2 separate regions of the Sus scrofa genome follow, and region 2 is linked to region 1. Evidence: chromatin contacts called from public promoter capture Hi-C data. All regions are on one chromosome and are shown on one strand. Each heading gives the region's core, a stretch centred on a gene start, on an enhancer-like site or on the middle of the called end of the contact. The rest is flanking DNA. Distances are from core to core; before and after follow the strand shown. Region 1 has its middle 54 kb from the start of GLRX. Region 2 holds the start of ELL2 (RNA polymerase II elongation factor ELL2).

Region 1 (5,314 bases), core at 1,800-4,299:
GGGTAGAGGAGGAAGAGGAAACTGAATCAGTTTGTGCGCCCTGGCCATGTGGGGAGACTGTGTATTTGGAAAGGGGGCTTTGTTCTTAGCTTGGCTGGGAGGGCACCCAGTTGGTTGAAGCTGGAAATGAGAGAGATTTGAGATCAGATGCTACTCATACTTAAGACTGCCCCATGGAAGGAAGGGCCACAAGGAGAATAAAAAGGCTTCTAAAATACGGCACAAATGAACCTATCCACACAACAGAAACAGACTCACAGACATAGAGAACAGACTTGTGGTTGCCAAGGGGCAGGGGGGAGGGAGTGGGATGGAATGGTAGCTTGGGGTTAGTAGACGCAAACTATTACATTTAGAATGGATAAGCAATGGATAAGAATGGATATGTTACTGTATAGCACAGGAAACTATATCCAATCACTTGGAATAGAACTTGATGGAGGATAATATGAGAAAAATAATGTATATATATATGTGTATGCCTGGGTCACTCTGCTGTATAGCAGGAACTGGCACAGCACTGCATACCAACTACACTTTAATAAAAAAATTAATTTAGGGAGTTTCTGTCGTAGCTCAGAGGAAATGAATCTATTATCCATGAGGATGTGGGTTCCATCCCTGGCCTTGTTCAGTGGGTTAAGGATCTGAGAAGCGTTGCCATGAGCTGTGGTGTAGGGTGCAGATGCGGCTTAGATTCCACATTGCTGTGGCTGTGGTGTAGGCTGGCAGCTGCAGCTCCAATTTGACCCCTAGCCTGGAAACTTCCATTCGCCTCGGGTATGGCCCTAAAAAGCAAAATAAATAAATAAATAAAAATTGTAGGAAAAAAAAAATGAATTAGCAGGTATTGCGTAGGGGCTGGAAGAACTTCTCTGTGGACAATGTGGTGTACACAGAGAATAACCTGAGAACATTGAGCTTTTTTGTTTTTGGGGTTTTTGGCCATACCAACGAACGGCATATGGAAGTTTCTAGATGAAGGCTCAAACCCTCACCACAGCAGCAACAACACTAGATCCTTAATCATTAGGCCACCAGGGAACTCTGAGAACATGTTTTTTTAAGTTCCAAGAGCAAAAGAATATAGCATGAAGGGATATCTACTAGGGGAACAGGAAGATTTCATAGCGAAGGTGATTCTGAATAGTCTTGACGGCGTACACAGCAAAGAAGAAGGGAGAGAGGACAGGGAGGGGTGGTTGGCATGCTGTGTTAGCCAGGCATGTGTGCAGAGAACACGCCACAAAATATCCAGAAGATGTATTGACAGAACTGCAACTGTAGAGTGCTATCAACCGGATGTGTTAATTTCCATAATTATACAGGTGGGAAGGGGAGATGACTTCGTTTCTTCATAACCTTAGCTCCAGACTTTTGAAAAAAAGCCTTCACATTATAAAAGCCCTTTTTTTCCCCGTTTCTAAAGAGTTTATTCCCAACATGTACTTTATTTCCAACCAACACCCTTTCTATGTCAGATGAGGTGATAAAATTTGTAATTACAGAGAAGCAGCAAAGCTGTGACTCAGCGGTTTCCTCCCGCAGTCTTGCCCACAGACGCAGGGCTTGGGGAACTCCAACTGGCATGAAACAAGCATCAGGGAGAGGGGACAGCCGGAAAAAATGGTGGGTAAATATCCGCCGCCTCTATCCCCTTTGCTTTACCCCAGAAGACATCCTTTTTCTGTCTCAGCATGAGGACAGATGGCTAAGGAAAATCTGTAACTCTGGAAGGTTAACTCTGAAAACATGTGAAAAATCAGCTGACACCAATAAGGCAAGCTGTGGGCCCGTACCCGGGCTTTCCCGTCAACAACCATCAGTTTTAGCAGGGGCATCTGTGCTAGTCAGTGGAACACGGCCACCAAAACTTGAGCAACCATGAAGAATCAGGCACTAAAAATATCACCAGGAAATCTCCATAACGCAAACAATCCTCAGGAAGAGAAGAGGGGTGTGTGATAAATGCCTGGCTGCCCTGCCACACTCTCAAATTACAGAAAACCCACGCTGTCAACTTGAGAATATTGAGCAAGAGGCCAGCCAGCTTCTCAGCCCACATGTGTCACAAACACCAGATTCACCAGGGAAGAGCACTCACCTGATCGTTGGGGAACTTGGCACTGGCTTGGCAAGGCTTCTGGAATTGGGGGTGGCACCTGACCTCAGGTCCCCTGAAAATGGAATGAGGCACTTATCAGGCTAGCATCTGGCTGTCCCCAGGCACCACACAAAGGAAAAGAGGCAAAAGTTTAAAGGCAGGAATTGGAAGACCTAATTGCACATCTGACATACCATGGTCTTGGGAGTTTCAGTTTTCCCATTTCCAAAATGGGGTAGAATGGGTAATTGTGTGTGTGTGACTTTACTGTCCTGATGCATCATGATAATCTATTACTTCGCCAAGTATCAGTTTGCATTTGTTTCTGTTGACACATAAAATACCTACCTACACACACATGGTACACACATAAAGAATGAGAATTCTTGGAGTTCTCATTGTGGCTCAACAGGTTAAAAACACAACACATGCTGTGGCTGTGGCGTAGGCTGGCGGCTACAGCTCAGATTAGACCCCTAGCCTGGGAACCTCCATATGCCACTGGTGCGGCCCCAGAAAAGACAAAAAAAAAAGTTAAAAAGAAAACAAAAATCAAAAAACACAACACAGTGTTTGTGAGGATGCAGATTCAATCCCTGGCCTCACTCAATGAGTTAAGGATCTGGCGTTGCCGTGAGCTGTGGTGTGGGTTGAAGACACAGCTCGGATCCCGCGTTGCTGTAGGCTGGCAACTGGAGCTCCAATTTGACCCCTGGCCGGGGAACTTCCACATGCCTCAGGCGCAGCCCTGAAAAAAAGAATGAGAATTCTAAGTTGTCATTCTTAGCTCCCCATATAGGTTGGCCTTATGTAGTATTTACATGTTCAGAAGTATGTCATGTAGAAATTCAAGCGAAACTTGAAAAACATTTTCTGGCAGGAAGCCCAGGTGGGGTTGTTCATGGAGACAATGATGACTGGACCAGGCGTGGGAGGGAGCAAGACGCATAGATGAGGCAATCGGCCTGGAGCTTTTTTAACACGTAGACAAGAATGTAGACAGTGGATTAGGGCAGAATTTTGATTCTTTCATTTCCTTCATATGTTTCACTGAGTGAAGAAGGGTAGAAGTTGACAAAAATCTCAAACAACCAATCTGTCCCAAGTTGGTGTTGCCCTTTAAAAAAAAAAAAAGTGCTTATGAAATACTTGAATCTCCTCAGTACAAATACAACGGGTGAACTAAAAATTCAAGTAATGGCCCAAGGGGCGGGGAAGTGTAATGTTGACTCTGATTTACAGAAAGTGAATCTGACTCATGGCAAAGTCCTGCAATTTCACATGAACTCACGCTGCCTGTAAACGTCCCGGAATCAATGGTGAGCAAATGTCAACTCTGGCCCGGCAGGCAGAAGCACTTTGTTTTCCGTTCTGCGGAAACGCCAAATCCCATCTCTCTGACAAAGGTCCGCGTCAGGCCGCTGTGTCATCAATTGCGTTCGCCAAGGCAGCGGCTCTACGTGAGCGGGGACCACTTCCCGACTTCTTGGTATCTTTTGAGCCTGCCGGGGAGCTAAGACTGGCGGGCCAGGCCTACGCGGGACGCAGCGCCACCTGCTGGAAGCCGAGTGATGGAGCAGCAGACTGGAGTTGACCGCGGAGACCAAAAAGTCCTGTTGGCGCTTTTGGCTTTGAGGCAACAGCCGGGCCCTGCCGAGAAGGAGAACCAAAACATTATAGCAGAAATAGGCACCCTTTATCCAAACCTGTCCTCGAGGCTACACACCATCCTTTCCTCACCATAGAATGTGGGTGGTGTGTGTGCATGTGTGTGTGTGTGTGTGCATGTGTGTGTGTGTGTGCATGTGTGTGTGTGTGTGTATGCATGTGTGTGTGTGCACGCGCGCGTGGAGGCACAGCCAGGTTGCATATTCAGGTGTGTCTGCACTGACCTCCCAGAGGTAGGTAAAGCGGAATCATCTTCGTCCCCCTTGCTGGATCTGTAAGCACATCCACAGTTGACAGAGACTTTTACATAAAATATCCCAGTTAATCTCCCACTACTCTGTACAAATAGATAAAACAATCTCTATGGAACGAGCTGCCAGCTCCCTGGCTCTCCTAGTAGAATTACTCATAACCTAACCACGTTTGAGGATGACAGCTAACTAATGAGCTTTCCCCTCTTGTCAAAAGACTTGGCCCACATGGAAACAAAGGCTGTCACAATCCCCCAGCCAGGCAGGACTGGCTGTCATCGTGGAGATCAAGGGCTGACTCCTAAATGAAGTAAACTCCAGCCAGCTGTGGGAGGGAGCAGCCTGCAATCAAACCTCAGCGGCTTCCAGGCGGCTGGTAGTGGGCATGTCAGGAAACTCAGACAAGTCAGCCTGTGGGGGTTTTTGCCAGAACCTCATTGGCTCTTCAGAGATGTGCTCACGTATGTCACAATCATGAGGTGACCTTCCCTGCCTAAGAGGTTACTGACCTCGATCCATGGACATTTGTGGAAGCAGGAGACCTGAAAGACAAAGCAAAGGTGTTGGAGGAAGGGCGATACTGCTTTGGCAACGTGGACATGTTTGCTGATGGTGCTAGGAGCACCAGTGACCCAACACATTGATCCTTTGGGATTTTCCTGGCGACCAAATAAACACTATAGTATCTTGAGAGCTTCCTTATGCCAGGCAGTAGGTGCCTTACCTTTGTGGGTTTTGTTGTTGATGCTTTGTTTGTTTTCATATAATCTTTACAACTGCTCTATAAGATATGCACTATGATCAACCTTGTTTTACAGATTTGGAAACCGAGGCCCAGAGAGGTTAAGAGGTCTGCCTAAGGTTACACAGCTCAGAGGAGTCCAAGGCAGGACCGAAGCCCAGTTCTCTTTGGCTGGAAAACTATGATCTTAACGTTTGCTCTACTGCTTTTCAGCTGTTAGTGCCCTACTCGGCCCTAAACTAGAGTATATTTTTCTGGTCATTTATGGCCCCAAGTGACTCATCAGCCACATGATCACACCACTCATTTTCACTGCCCCCATCTCGGGCAAAAAAGCAGGGCCTGAGGAAAGAGCTTTCATCCACTTTGTTTTGAGCCAGGGCAACAGACTGGGATCGGTTGGAACAAACAGTTCTGGGTCAGAGGTCAGGGGACAGACTGGCCTCTGACAGCAAAAACAAACAAGGCCTCCCAGGGCCATGAGAGGACCTACAGGCGGAGCTCGCCTGGGCATCTCTGAAGGGGAGGCACCGGGTCCGAAGGGCGGCT
Region 2 (5,314 bases), core at 1,348-3,847, 100 kb before region 1:
GCACTGGCAGATCCTTAACCTCCTGAGTGAGGCCAGGGACAGAAACCACATCCTCATGGATACTACTCAGGTTTGTTACCCCTGAGCCACAATGGGAACTCCAACACTTACTAATTTTCCAGTCACCCTCCTTTGGATTTTTTGGTTCATTCCCCATATTCAAACAGAAAATCCCTTAAAATAAGAGACTGCTGTTTAAGTTTTAAATCTTTCACAGCATTTTACATTTATTTAGCATTCAGTAAGTGTTTGTTAAACTGAATAATGACAGAACATATCTATAAAATGGCAAGCTTCCCAAAGAGCACCTTTCATCAACTCCGTGAATTATCCTTATCAGTATCACAACTTGCCTGTTTGATTCAGGCAGGCATAATATGTACTATGCACTGAAGAGACACACAACTAGATTACCCTATTACTTTGTACACGGTCATGGCTTCCTTCCATAGTTGAAATGTTCGAAAGGGGAAAAATACAAACAAACAATAACTCGCTACAATAATATATTACTCAAAGATTAGGTTACTCACTAAAACAGGGCACGAGAAAACTTTTCCAACCACAATTAAGAAAAGAAATTCTATTAAGGGGCTACAGGTCAGACATTTGAAAACTAGAATGAAAACCACCCTTGCTCCTCCCCCACCCCTTGGATGTCATCAGAAGTTCTGAGTAAGAGGAGGCCAAGTGTAGATGCCATGTGGGTGGGGATTTACCCATCTTCATCAGAAAAGCAATGGGATACAGGTTTTACTTGTTCTGGTCAAACTCCCCCCCACCCCCGCCCCCCAAATAATTAAAGCTTTAGATATGTGGTCACACCTTCCCTATCAGTGTAAAGCAAACAGCAGAAAAGAATAATTCAAGTATAAAATTACTTCTCAAATTTGTGATTGCCTTAATTTTTTCAATGAATTTAAGATAACACTCTAGTAAAGTAAATTAACAAGTGTTAATCATGTTTAACTGCTAGCCAAATCTACTGGATTGAAATAAAGTCAGATTTAAAAATGCTCTCCTGTGATGCCACAACCCTTAATGCAGGCGTTTCCACTTAACTCATATACTATTGGAAGGAGAATTCCTTCCGTAATTTGTATTATGCACTTAAAATGCTTGAGGGTCCGAGTCAAGAGGTAATGTAGATTTAGGCTGGAGTATTTATTAAGGGGGCTGAGGAAATCATGATAAACTCCCACTTTCTGGAAAATCATAGCTCTATCCAATTGAAACGTATGGGAAATACTAATTAAGTACCTATAAATTTTTCTGGGGAATCCTTATAAAACGCAACAAGGTTTTACAATCTGAGGGAAACAACAACCGTCTCAATTTTTTTAAAGTAATTTTCAAAAAACTGCCTTGCAACAATTTCAAGACTTTTAACGGTTTGTTTTCCTCCGGTGTTTCTGATCACCCAGTTAATTCATCCTCTCTGACTGGAAGCCTGTGTCGGTCCATCCACACGCAGCCTGAAGAGGGCGGTGATTAGGCTCCTTGGTTTAGCCACGCCTACACGCGGAGCATCGCGAGGAATGGAAAGCACGTCCAGCCTCCGCACCCCCTCACACACCCATCTCCTCCACCTAACATCAATTGCTTAAACTCTAGCAAGGTTCTCCTACATCCCTGTCAAATGAAATGGACAGAACCCAAACGAACCAGAGAACCATGTCCATGCTTCTCTTAATTTAGGTCAAGGACACTTATACCCTTCTAACAACCCTTTGAAAGGAGATGTCATCTCAACCCTAAGCACCTCTCCAAGTCCCATAAAAAGCACAACCCTGCCCCCACGGCGAACTCCAGTTTATTTTTCTCTGGATCACAAGAGGGCATGGCGTGGAAAAAAAAAACCTTTAAATTCTGTTTTCTATAATACCATGCCCATCGCACTAAGGAGATTTAAGGCATGGTGTTGTACTTAAGATGCTCCACACAATCTAGCACAAATCTTAAAGCCAAGGGCTAAATCACTAACTTCAGATTTAGGGCGAAATGACGAAGAAGGGCGTCCTCCCCAATTTCATCCGCTCAATACTAGCGCTAAATTTTGAGGAGAGACTCTCCAGTGACTCCGCCTACTACGACCTCCCTCACCAGCACGCCCCCTACTCCACAAGCTAACCCAGCCCGTCGGGGGACAAAGTCCTTACTAGGCTTACTTGGCCACTTATTTTGGGTGGGGATCCTCTTCTCCAAGGACCACCAGCGCAGGAAATATTCCCCCCACACTCCCGACTCTCCACTACTCTCCCCCCAAGGGGCGGAGCTCCGACTCCAGGTAACAGGACCAGGCAACCTGGGCACCCAATTAGCAGGGGATCCCCCAAACGAGCCTGGCCAATCGCGACCGGTGAGCCAAGACGACCAGACGTGACGTCAGGTGTGATTAAGTTGGCGCGTCACCCCAACGTCAGCCTCTCACCTCTCGGACGTCCCGTCCCGGGAGCAAAACTCCAGCGACTTTGGGCTCCGCCCCTGTGAGAGTGGAGGGCGGCCAATGAGGGAGGCTCCGAGGGGAACTGGGACCAATGAGACGAGCCCGGGGCGGGGCGCGAGGCCGGAGGGTGGGGCGGGTGGCGGCGGTGGCAGCCCGAGGTCTGGCTGCGCGCAGTATATGACAGTACGTCAGCAGCGGGATGGCCGTAGCTGTGGCGGCGGCTGCAGAAGCCCGAGCAGCCGCGGCCGCAGTGGAGCCTAGAGCCCGAGCGGCGTCGGCGGCGGCACCCGGGGGAGTTTAAGATGGCGGCAGGGGGGGCGGCGGGCCTGCGGGAGGAGCAGCGCTACGGGCTGTCGTGCGGGAGACTTGGACAGGACAACATCACCGTACTGCATGTGAAGCTCACCGAGACGGCGATCCGCGCGCTCGAGACCTACCAGAGCCACAAGGTGAGCTGGGCGGTCGGCCGACCGGCCGGGCTTAGGGAGGAAAAGGGCGTCCCTCACTGACCCACCGCGCCTCCTCTTGTCTTGGCACCTGGCTTGGGGCCGGCGGAGCGGTGGCTTGCCGCGGCTGCCGTCAGCGCCCGCGGCGGCAGAGCTGGGCAGGGCCGGGCAGAGTAGCTAACGCCGCCGTCCCGGGCCAGCCGGGCGCCGGGGCGTTGGAAGCGGGCGGGCGGGCGGCCCCTGGCGGCGGGGCCGAGGCAGCCGCAGCCGCGGTTCCGCTGCGCTGCCGCTGCGGGACTTTCCGACGGCGCCCGCGGGTTTTCTGCCTTTTCTGTCCCAACGGGAAAGAAAGGCACCAGGGAGACAAGTGAGATGGCTGTGCTGCCCATGGCGGCGGGGCGGGGGTTGGGGGGGGAGGGCAGCCTTCGGTAACGACTTACAAGAGGACTCGCAGGCACTTGGCGTTCGCGGTTTGAGGGTACCACCGTGGATCCGAAAAGTCAGGGACACTGGCCCTCCGCGTATGAATGTGGGACACACATTGTACTCAGGGACTTGGGGACACAGGCGCTTCGCGAAGGTTGGGGGGGCACACCGTGTACTCTCAAAGGCTGAGACACGGACGCTTGGCGTGCCAGGGAGGAGGGGGACACACCTTGCACTTCCAGGGACTCGAGTACACGGGCGCTTCGCGTTCCCAGAGACACAGCACGGAGTACCGGGAATCACACACACCCAGCGCTCAGCCGGGAGCACAGACTTCGGTTACTGAGGAGAGCGATTCTCCGTGGTCCTTATACCCGAAAGCCGCGTCGCGTCTGAGGCAGACTCACCGACCGGGAGACGTGGAGCCGGGGCGGGGGGAATACACTGCATCCCCGGCAGACTCGGGTTTCGCACTCTCCGGCGCATCCCGGACACACACACAACTCGAGCACCGCAAAGGCTCACTTACTCGGCAATTGGAGAACAAACCCAGGGACACGTTTTCATGCTGGGAAGGGGAAAAAAAAAAAGTGAAGGAGAGAGTAGGAGACATAGCGAAGAGACTCCGCAACGGAGTGCCTGGGCAAGCCGTTTATGGACATGCAGTACTGTGTATGGGCGAGGGAGACGGGAGTGAGTAGACGCATCGCGCAAGGGGAGGAATATACCATTTGAGGGGCCGGTAGCATTTGCTCTGAGAAGAGAGCCAGTCGGAGGAGAGAACCCGCAAGGCGTCCCGACAATTAATCGAGTCCATACCAAGGAAAGAAGCTCCGAGGAACTGATCTCATAAAACAGGCAGAGAGGGCCAGAGGGACACCCAGACGCAGAGTCATAGTTATTCAGATAAAAGTGGAGAAAGGAATTAACATCTGTTGAGCTCCCACTAGTGCCAGGCACTTTAAATGCTTAAATGGAAGGCATGAGTTGGAGGCAAAACCGCACAAATGTGAACCTGGGCCAAGGGAGACTTACCTTCAGAGAGGCCCCCTACATAAGCCTCCACACAGGAAGAGGCACACAGTTGTACACAGTTTGATGAATACATGAATTCACATGATAGTGTACATGTAAACAGCAGGAGAGACTCAGAGATGAGTGTGCCCTCAAGATGGTACTCATAGAATTGAGTGGACACATGGATGTACATTCCAGGGCATATGTGTTATTTCTCCAACCCCCCCCCCCCCCCGCAAGAAGCACAGGGTAGAAACACTCAGACTTGAGAGTGTAGGAAGGAGTGCAGACACAGGGAGAAAGATAACTTTTCCTCCACACCATGAAATCTCAGGGGGAAAAAAGGTCTCAAGTGTGACTGGTAGGTCAGTGTACACTCAGCAATAGGAAAACAAGAAGACACAAATAAATCTCATGTGTCAATAGCTACTCCCAGACAGGGAAGAGGCCAGCACCACCATGGAGTGGGAGGCCCATATGGGGGAAGCAAGACAGGTAGACAGAGCTATGGGGCAGACACTGAAGCAAAACTCAGCCCTCTCTGCAAGATGGAAAGATAAGCTTACCTCTTCCAAGAGGAGAGCATGGGAAGGAATGACAATGGGAAGAAGGTAGGTCAGGGTGTATAAAGAGAAAAATGCTCAGGCTGGAAAAGAAGAAGGCAGCAGGAGGAGGCCAACCTCCAGTCAGAAACGGACCTACAGAGCAGATAAAGAATGACACACAGGGTGGGGATAGGCATCTATTGGTCAGCCAGCCACCTTGAGGGGACAACTGACAAACTGTACAGCTGATTACAGCAAGATTGACAGACACTGTATGTTTGACAGGGAAGAGGTGGGTAAGAGGTTCACACAGGGAAGGAATGGTACCCAGGGAGAGTGAGGTGACAGGCCCCCAGTGCTCACTGTTCTGCCCAGGAAGAGAGTGCTATTTGTTTTCCTACTTTCCTTTCTGCCTCCTACACCTTAGTGTTTAC

The links. Promoter capture Hi-C pulls out the DNA fragments that hold promoters and counts their contacts.
Region 2: a promoter capture Hi-C map of liver shows a contact between it and region 1, with 5 times the contacts expected there. The contact joins the promoter of ELL2 here to the enhancer-like site in region 1. A contact is called at or near these places in 2 of 5 promoter capture datasets (both in liver), 11 of 47 Hi-C or Micro-C datasets (embryonic fibroblasts, heart right ventricle, liver and 2 more) and 2 of 2 datasets of contacts at active chromatin or transcription factors (alveolar macrophages and skeletal muscle).

The regions. Positions count from the first base shown.
Region 1 is chr2:102,489,141-102,494,454 of Sscrofa11.1, reverse strand. No RefSeq gene overlaps it. Among named protein-coding and RNA genes, the nearest start is that of GLRX, 54 kb to the right of the region's middle. Within about 2 kb of position 3,049, at least 39 of the 83 cell types and tissues checked have an H3K27ac peak or open chromatin away from gene starts, as enhancers often do. A contact at or near this core is called in alveolar macrophages, embryonic fibroblasts, liver and 2 more, where this site is marked.
Region 2 is chr2:102,588,699-102,594,012 of Sscrofa11.1, reverse strand. It overlaps ELL2 (RNA polymerase II elongation factor ELL2), which reads left to right and starts at 2,597. Exons shown (of 12, transcript XM_003123796.5): 1 at 2,597-2,895. The coding sequence starts at 2,749. LOC106508433 (a long non-coding RNA gene) reads right to left here and starts at 2,425. Exons shown (of 16, transcript XR_002342060.1): 1 at 2,169-2,425.